Linked DNA regions of Mus musculus: region 1 is linked to region 2. A link is a contact called in public Micro-C data. All regions are on one chromosome and are shown on one strand. The core of a region is the stretch at or near the end of the contact, and the rest is flanking DNA. Distances in the headings are between cores, read along the strand shown. Region 1 holds the start of Slc35d1 (solute carrier family 35 (UDP-glucuronic acid/UDP-N-acetylgalactosamine dual transporter), member D1). Region 2 holds the start of Sgip1 (SH3-domain GRB2-like (endophilin) interacting protein 1).

What was found. A called contact is a pair of places that touch in the nucleus more often than the background predicts.
Region 1: a Micro-C map of embryonic stem cells shows a contact between it and region 2, with 9 times the contacts expected there. The contact joins the promoter of Slc35d1 here to the promoter of Sgip1 in region 2. A contact is called at or near these places in 1 of 484 Hi-C or Micro-C datasets (embryonic stem cells) and 2 of 115 datasets of contacts at active chromatin or transcription factors (astrocytes and stem cell-derived neural progenitor cells).

What each region holds. Positions count from the first base shown.
Region 1 is chr4:103,212,359-103,216,511 of GRCm38.p6, forward strand. Slc35d1 (solute carrier family 35 (UDP-glucuronic acid/UDP-N-acetylgalactosamine dual transporter), member D1) reads right to left here and starts at 2,818. Exons shown (of 12, transcript NM_001356276.1): 1 at 2,306-2,818; 2 at 1,701-1,734; 3 at 1,513-1,599; 4 at 807-874. The coding sequence starts at 2,508. It overlaps Gm46864 (a long non-coding RNA gene), which reads left to right and starts at 2,585. Exons shown (of 3, transcript XR_001784379.1): 1 at 2,585-2,639.
Region 2 is chr4:102,758,507-102,762,380 of GRCm38.p6, forward strand. Sgip1 (SH3-domain GRB2-like (endophilin) interacting protein 1) reads left to right here and starts at 1,629. Exons shown (of 26, transcript NM_001285852.1): 1 at 1,629-2,059. The coding sequence starts at 2,050.

The sequences.
Region 1 (4,153 bases), core at 1,568-4,067, 460 kb after region 2:
ACACACCCCACTCATCGTTTACAATCATGTCATACGTTCATGTAGGTTTCACCTAATCTACCCCTCCCCCCCCTCCCCGTGCATTTACCACACATACGCTACTACAAAGTCAGAAGTCAAGAACTAGGAGATGAGAGGGTGATGTGCAAGACTGTGCGTCTCTCTAAAGTGAATGGCTTTCCAGTTACAAGGTGACAGTTGATGATGAAGTCATCATGTTCGAGTCAAGATTCCATCTAACTTTAACCACTCCATGTTACAAGGGAACCTGCGGGAAATCTAAGGTCCATCATCCGACTTGCTGTCTGGAGTACACTTCAAATATATAGTGTTTATGAACTATATTAATCCCAAGCCAGACACCAGGGCAGCATTCTGGAGACACAGGCAAGTGGAGTACCACAAACCCAAGGCCAGTCTGGGTTTCATGGTGTGTTACAGGGGGAGAAAAAAAAGCCTATAAACCTGACACAAATCTTTCTCCGTGGCAGGTTCCCCCAAAACACTGAAAATCTACTGCACCACTGATAATATTTGAACACTTCAAACAAAGTCAGATGTGAGACAGGGAACAAAATTCACTCCTTAACTTTAAATAAACAACTTGTAACCAAAACTTTGGGTTCAGTCTTCATTATTTGATAGTGGAAACGTCCTGGTGTTTTTGTGCCCTCCCCCCTCACACACACACCCTCCCCCATCCATTCCTGCCACACTCAAACATAATACATTAACACAACATCATTTGTATTTAACTTTAAAATCATATTATTTTAACCAGACTAGAAAAATAAAGTTATCCATACTTCAGTTTCTTTGTGCTGAACAGTCCCGTGATTTGGTTCCCAAAATATAGTAGAGGTAGTGGAAACGTCTGGAAAAGTGAAAAGGGCAAGGGATGTCAATAATAAAGACATTCACAGCAAAGAGAAACAGCTCTGTTTATATAGTCAAATTCTTTCCACTTGAAACATAAGATTAGCTCCCATAAACAGGACTGACCCCCATTAAACTTCCAAACATCATTAACTATCCTTGGAAGAAGAGGGGATGGAAATATGAACATAATCAACCATGTGAGACAGAAACATCAGTTGCTTGAAAATATGGTACTATACGAGTCTGAGACACAGAAACATTTCGGCATCACATGGAGTCTCACAGAATCATAGAAAAGAATATGAAAGAAAACACTCCCAACACCACCACCTCCAATAAATAAATAAATAGGGAATAAAGGAAGCAGAAGATCGTGGCTAGAGTGGGCAGATCTGTTCCCAGAAACTCCTTAATGAAGAGAAGGATTTTCTATCTTCATCTTCCAGAGACGTTGTCGTCTTGGGTGCCCTGTGGCCTGTTTTCTCTAGCTTTGCTATATGCACTCGGAGACTAGGGTGGGAGCTAGACTGCATTTTTAAATATTCAAGACGCTGATTTTTTTTTCCGCCCTTAAGCCACAGAATGGCTCCTTTTTATAAAATAAAGTATCCCTTCTTTCTCACGTTTGTTTACCTTTCGAGGTACATTTCTGTCGAAGTCAGGAAACTTGACTACTCTGAGTGTCTTTCCCACCCAGAGAACCGCTACCGTGGCCACCATCTGCAAACAGAGAACACACACAGATGCACTGTTCTGCATAGAAAGACACACACAGAACTTCTGACAACACAGACCACGGGATGCCCGAGATTCCAACTAACCTGGCCAAGTCCAACACATAGCGAGGATGGAAATCTACAAAAGGGGTAAAGAAAAGGGGGTTAAAAACGGCCAGAACGTCCTCAGAGCACAGGGAATTCAACTCCCACACTGTCAGCCTTAAAATGCGTTCTGATTCAACCCACAGCGATGCCTGCCCCTCCAATAAAAAACAAAAAATTAAAAAAAAAATCTTAGATTTTGTAGCCTAGGGCGACCACTTGTCTGGTCTTGTCCTGTTTTTTTTTACAATTCCCTTCAGCTTCCTGCAACGGATTTTTCCAGAAAGTTAAGCCGCGGAGACCTCGTCAACGGTTTTAAATCTTTTAAATGACTCTTGAGGGGAAACACAAGACACACACATACAAACTTCTGCCCCGGAGTCTCAGTGACAGCGGCGACGGCGCGTGGGCGTGCGGCCGCGCCGGTCCCGGGGCTGTCAGCCGCGCGGGTCGCTAGTCCCTGGGCACCGGCCTCGTTGTGCCTTCCCCCTTCACCCCCAGCCCTGGCCAGTGCGGCGGGGAGCGTGGCCGAGGGTATCCCCGGGTGGGCTCGAACCCCCGTCCCTGCCCGCCGCGCCGCAGCCGCCGCCCGCCAGCCCGGCCACCTGTAGTTGGTGAGCACGCTCTTGTTGACCACCACGATGAGGAAGGAGCTCACGCCGTAGAAACCGGCGGCCAGCAGCTTCAGGAACACCGTTAGCGTTTCGGCCGGCGCCATCCCCAGCTCCTCCTCATCTCTGTGTGTGGAGGATTTCGCGGGGGCTTCTCCTTTAACCGGAGCATGCTGACGTCTGTGGACTTCCGCCATGGCGGCGGTGGCGCCGGCGGCGGTGGCGGTGGCTGCCGCAACGGGCCTGCGAGCGAGCGGGGCGGCGGAGCGGCGCGGCGGCGGGGGTCTGGGCCTGGCGGTGCGGAGCGCGGTGCCGAGCGGGCTTGGCGGTGCGGGGCGCGGAGGAGCGCGGGCCTGGCGTGGCGGGACCCCGGCTGCGGGAGCGGGCCTGGCGGTGCGGGGCGCGGGCCCTGAGCTCCGGGGCTCCGCGATTGCGGGCCTAGCGTGGCGGCGGAGGCTCGGGAAGGACCCGGCGGCTCGCGGCAGGGCTTCGCGGGTTGTGCTGCCCACAGCTCCCCGCACTGCCGCCGCCCGTCCCCGCCCAGGGGTTGGGACACTGGGGTTCACACCCTCGGGGACTTTGCCCTGGCATGGTGCCTCGCGGGGTCAGGGAAGGGCCGGGGCTGGCTCGGCGGGGCTGGGGACCCGGCATGGGCTCCGGGAGCAGCCGGGACACTGCTGGGGGACCACTGAGCCGGGCTGGCGAGCACAGAGTTGCGCCTGCGCACGAAGGCGCGCTGGGTCCCCCTGCGGGGAGCATGGGGGTTTTGCGGGAGCTGGGCTGCAGGCCTAGAAGTACCTCCCTCCTTTCTAACGTGTGGCTGGCAGAGAAGTGATGCCCCTGTTGCATCCTCAGTTATCCCGAAAGCTCTTTTTTTGGCCTCACTTGCCGAGGGGTCAAAGGTCACACAAAGTATCAAACATGATTCAACAGTAAACAAAGATTTCATTCTGCAAAGTGAGACCTCTCATGCTTCTGAAATTCTTTTTGTTGTTTTTTGCTTGTTTGTTTTAGCTGGTATATCCAGAAAAGGCAAGGATGAGGAAAGTGTTGCAATAAGCCGCTCCTGGAATAGTAAAAAGTGCAAGGTGTTTGGAGCCTAAAGCTTTGTTCCGGTTTTAGGACTGTTTGAAACATTCCCTGTGCTCTTAGGCAGATTCGATGGTCTCTGCACCTTCATCTCACGACCTCTGTTGTGTAAAGCCAGTTCTGTTTTCTTGACACAGTGCAGTCACACAAGCAAAGAATACCTGTTGAAGCAAGGACGTTACATTCCTACTTTTAGAAAGTTTTGAATTATTCCCCCAAACTTCCCATCTTCTTAAGTGTCTTTTTTTTTTTTTTTAAACTGTGGTAAAAATATCAGTTTATTGTTTTAATCCTTGGATGTGCAACTCTCACCAGGCACCCTCCCCAAAACATTCACCGTGTCAGATGGAAACTCTTGTGGGAACGAAGCAATCATTTCCTGTTCTCTACTCCCCTCCTCAAAACCAAGTAACCTGTGTTGTGCTGTCAATCTCTGTGAATCTGACTATTCTGTATATCACACAGATGAGCAATCGCACAGTATTTACCCATCCGTGACTGGCTTAGGCCAGTTACACAATGTGTTCAAGGTACATGCACCCTGTACCGTGTCTCAGAACTGGAATTCCTGGCAGCCAGCATGGCATCCTTGACTGTTGGTAACCTCCTTTGCCCGCACCTCCAGATGCCTGGCTTTTCCCCTTTCCTGAGTTGTAGCTAAATCAACAACAAGGCTCACATCTCTCTTTCTTCACTTCCATTTCACAATGCCCCTCCCTCATCTCTTCTTGAATTATTACTTTTCCTTCTATA
Region 2 (3,874 bases), core at 379-2,878:
CTCATAGGCCTCGGGAAAAAGCCACGAGCATGTATAGCTCTCAGGAGACTTTAATGTTTAAATGCAGAAGCCACAGAAAGATGGATCCTTGTGGGAAAACAATGAGGCTTTTAAAAATTATTATTATTGCTATTATCATTAATTATTATTATAAAACTCTTGTAAGTTACTAAGAAGCTGAGTTGCTTTTTGATTTTGACTAATTCATCTCTTCGTTCGGCCTCTTTAGTATTTCATAGCCACCAATATCTCGTATTCCCTCTGGAGGAAAGAATCAGACTATGTCGAGATCTGGGTAATACTAAGTGAGGGTGTTATAAATGATCAGCCCTATTGTTAGTTTCTGACCTGATCTTCAATAAAGAGATTTTCATAGCCCCGGCTTTGCTATTCTTCCTTAGTTTAAAGACCTTTCTCTAGCCTTTTCATCATCTGCTCCCTACAGTGATAGGCCTTCCTTACTCGATTCAATTTATTTCTTTTTGCTTTGTTTTAGCCTGGTTAAACCCAGGATCACAGGACACCAGGCCTGGGAGTCCCTCCCTTTGAAGGACTCCTAGGACTTTTGATAGCACTCAGGTGACAGACCCTCAGCTCCACCAGACCTTGTGCCTGAACCTTTCCCCATTCTAGCAAGTTGCCAAGGCCCAGGCTCCGCCCATTCCTCCAGCGCAACCTGGACCGATTGCCTTCCTCTCTGGATTTCCCTTGGGGTGAACGACTGGGCTCCTAGGCGACTGAAGACTGCAGGAGGAGCGTCTTGCAAAACCTGCCATGTAGCAGCGGCTTCAGTTGGCAGCTGTAGCCGAGGCTGCAAGCGAGGCTCCCCACCTGGGGCAGGCGTCTGCCCAGCTCGGCTGGAGGACGCGGTGACGGAGGGCCCCCGCAGCCCCGGGGTCGCGGCTGCGGAGCGGAGTGCGTGGGAGGAGGCGACTCGCGCACGCCTGAGGCGGCCAACGCTTAGACTCTTGCCTTCAATCCCCCTCTCCCGCCTCTCGCCCCAGAAATGAGCTGGAGCATCGCCTGTTTGATTCCAGAGCCCGAATCGGGTGGGTTCTTTTGTTTCTTTGTTTTAATGACAGTTGCCAGCCCTTGGGCATGTCATGCGCAATTAATTTCCTGCTTCCTTTCAAGGCAGCTGGGATGAATTTTTTTTCCTGCATCATCCTTTGGGGGATGGTTGTTTATGATGTGACGTCAGCGAATTGATTTTTCTCTCGTGAATGAGAGGAAGAGACACACAAGGAGAGACAGAGAGACCTAGACAGAGAGACAGGGCGCGGGGGGTGTGGGGGCCAGAGAGACCTAAAGAGAGCGCGAGCCAGCCACAGATGACAGATGTGCACAGAGGCCAAGCGCTGACATTTGAAATTCCTTCAGGTCAAAGTGAGGTTGGAATGGGAGTGTAAACGTGTGTTGCTAAGATCTGGAATTACTAAGAAGTGTTTTCTTAAAAAAATAAGTAAAAGAGAGAAAAACGAAAAAAAAAAAAAAATCCCTGGGATCAGCCTCCTGGGCTTCTTTCTTGCTGGCATCCCCTGTCAGGGTGGCAGTTCAGATCATCGGGCGCCCCAGAGCCGCAATAGGCTTGCAAGGACCACGAGGAGGGGCGGGGGAAGTGCGTCACCAGGTGGGGAAGGGGCTGTGTGTTTGGAGAGGAGCGGGAGGCAGTGGGGGTAGCGAGCAATGGGGACGGGAAATGGGTTCCGTGCGCTCTCCGGGGGTATTGTGTCAGGAGATGCAGGCTGGCTACCATGTGACGCGGTCCAGAGCTGAAGGGATTGGCCGAGGCAGCGCAGGCGGTGCAGCTCGCCGGCTTGCTGTTCCTCTCTGCCTTTCTCTCACAGCATCTTCCTGGGAGACTGTAGGTGAAGCAGCACTAGCTGCATCCATGGCCGGTCTTTCGGGTTAACACTTGTCTCCTTTGGCTTGGCAGCAAGCAGAGCAGACCTCAGCGGCAGCTTTGTGAGGACTTAGCTGGGACCTGGAAGCGTATCCTCCTGTGTTTTTTCTGACTTCTTGGAAAATAAGGAATGCAATTCTGCCACCATGATGGAAGGTAGGATTCCCTCTGCTGTGGTTGGCTGGCTCCAGGCAAGATTTGGGTAGACCAGTATGGAAGAATGCATGCAGCCCGTGGTGTCTGTGTCTAGAACCTGGCTGCCAGGATTTTTGCAAGCAGATACTGCAGCTTGCTTGCAACCGGGCCCAGGCTTAGACTAATGGAATCAAACCACAGGGTTTCTGTCTAGCTCAGAATCTCCACAGCTCCCAGCCTCTTTGAAAAGAGAAAAGCCTAAGTGTTTGCAGAGAGCTGAGGCAGCCAAGAATAAGGTCTCAGAACAAACAAGTTGGGGAAGAAGATAAGGGGTTTCTGTGGAAGGTTAAGCACGCTGGTTAAATCTTTGCAATGGAAAGTATTTTCCGAAATTGATATTAGACAGAAGAGGTCATCGAGAGAGTTATCTATGCTGGCATTTTCAGTGAACTGCTTACATATCTTATAAGATATTCTGATCTTTGAGGTTTGCATTATAGTATTGGAGTGAGGGGTGCAACAAATTTGGTTCATAAACTGGAGTTTTATGAGGGCTGTCATTGCAGCAGAATGAACGATCTAAGAAAAAGACCTGGGCCTCTTTGCTCCTTCATCAGGTTCAGACCAGTTCGTAGAGGAAATGGCTCTTAGTTTAGCATCAAGTGATTAGTTGCTGATTATCTTACTGCATTTAATACTAAGTGTAGGGAGGACCTTCCCCTGGGAGATGCTATTTAAACTACATTTTATTCTACCAGCTTGCCCTTTCCAGTCTAAGATAGTGACAGCCAACATCACCTCAGAAAAAGCAACAAATTGGTCAGAGAAGAAGCAGACAGCTCTATGTTGCCTTTGATTATCTGTTTTCACATTGCAGGATGGGGTAAAACTCCTGGCCTTTCCTAAGATGACAGGCAGAAATTTTGGACCCAGGCTAGATTTTATAATGCAGAACCTAGTGCATAATGGGTCTCAGATCAGCCACAGAAATGTCAGAGGGGCCACCTAAAGCCAAGGTCTGTCCTACCAGTTGCCAATGGTCAATGGACCTTAGCAATTTACCAAACTGGAATAAAAGGGAGATGGTTTCAACAAAACCAGTGAAGCTCCCCTTGTCTCTCCGCCACCCTCCTTTCCCCCTTCCCACCCCCCCCCCCCCGTCATCATGTCAAATGTCATTAGTGTGACTCCAGGGAGAGAAGAATTCTGGGGTAGAAGCTCATAGATTCAGGGAAATAGCCTTAAATGGAGGCAGCGCATCATTCCGTTTAGAGCCTGGTCTTGTGTTCAGAGAGCTAAGTGAGATTGTTAAGATTCTATGGTTAAATCAATTTTAGTTAATTCCAAATGAATGTAATCTTTGACTAGCAAGGCAAGATAAACAGAAAAAGTGTAACTTACATACTTTTTAATTCAAAGCCCACAAGACTTATCCTCATCAGGAAAAAAAAAAAGATAACTTGTCTATAGAAGGGTACTATTTTTATAGCTAAATTTGACAAAGGACGTGTTGAAATGCATCTGCATACATTCTGATTCAGTTCTAATCTTCCATGGGAAATTTGAGGACCGTTTCTTTCACTTCTGGGCTTGAAACTATCCCATGAGTTCTTTGGAGGTTGGTAGCATTTCCTGATGATCACTAGTGGTTCTCCTGGTAATCAGGTCTGTTGTGCCATCCGGAACATCAGCTTGAAGGCCTAAGATAAGCTTATCTGAGCTGCAGAAACTGAAACGGGAACTCTAACAAAGACTGGTGTTGAGATGAAGTAGCACTGTGGTTAGCTTGCCCAATTTATCTAATGGAGGATGTTATCTTCTCACTGGTGGGATCAG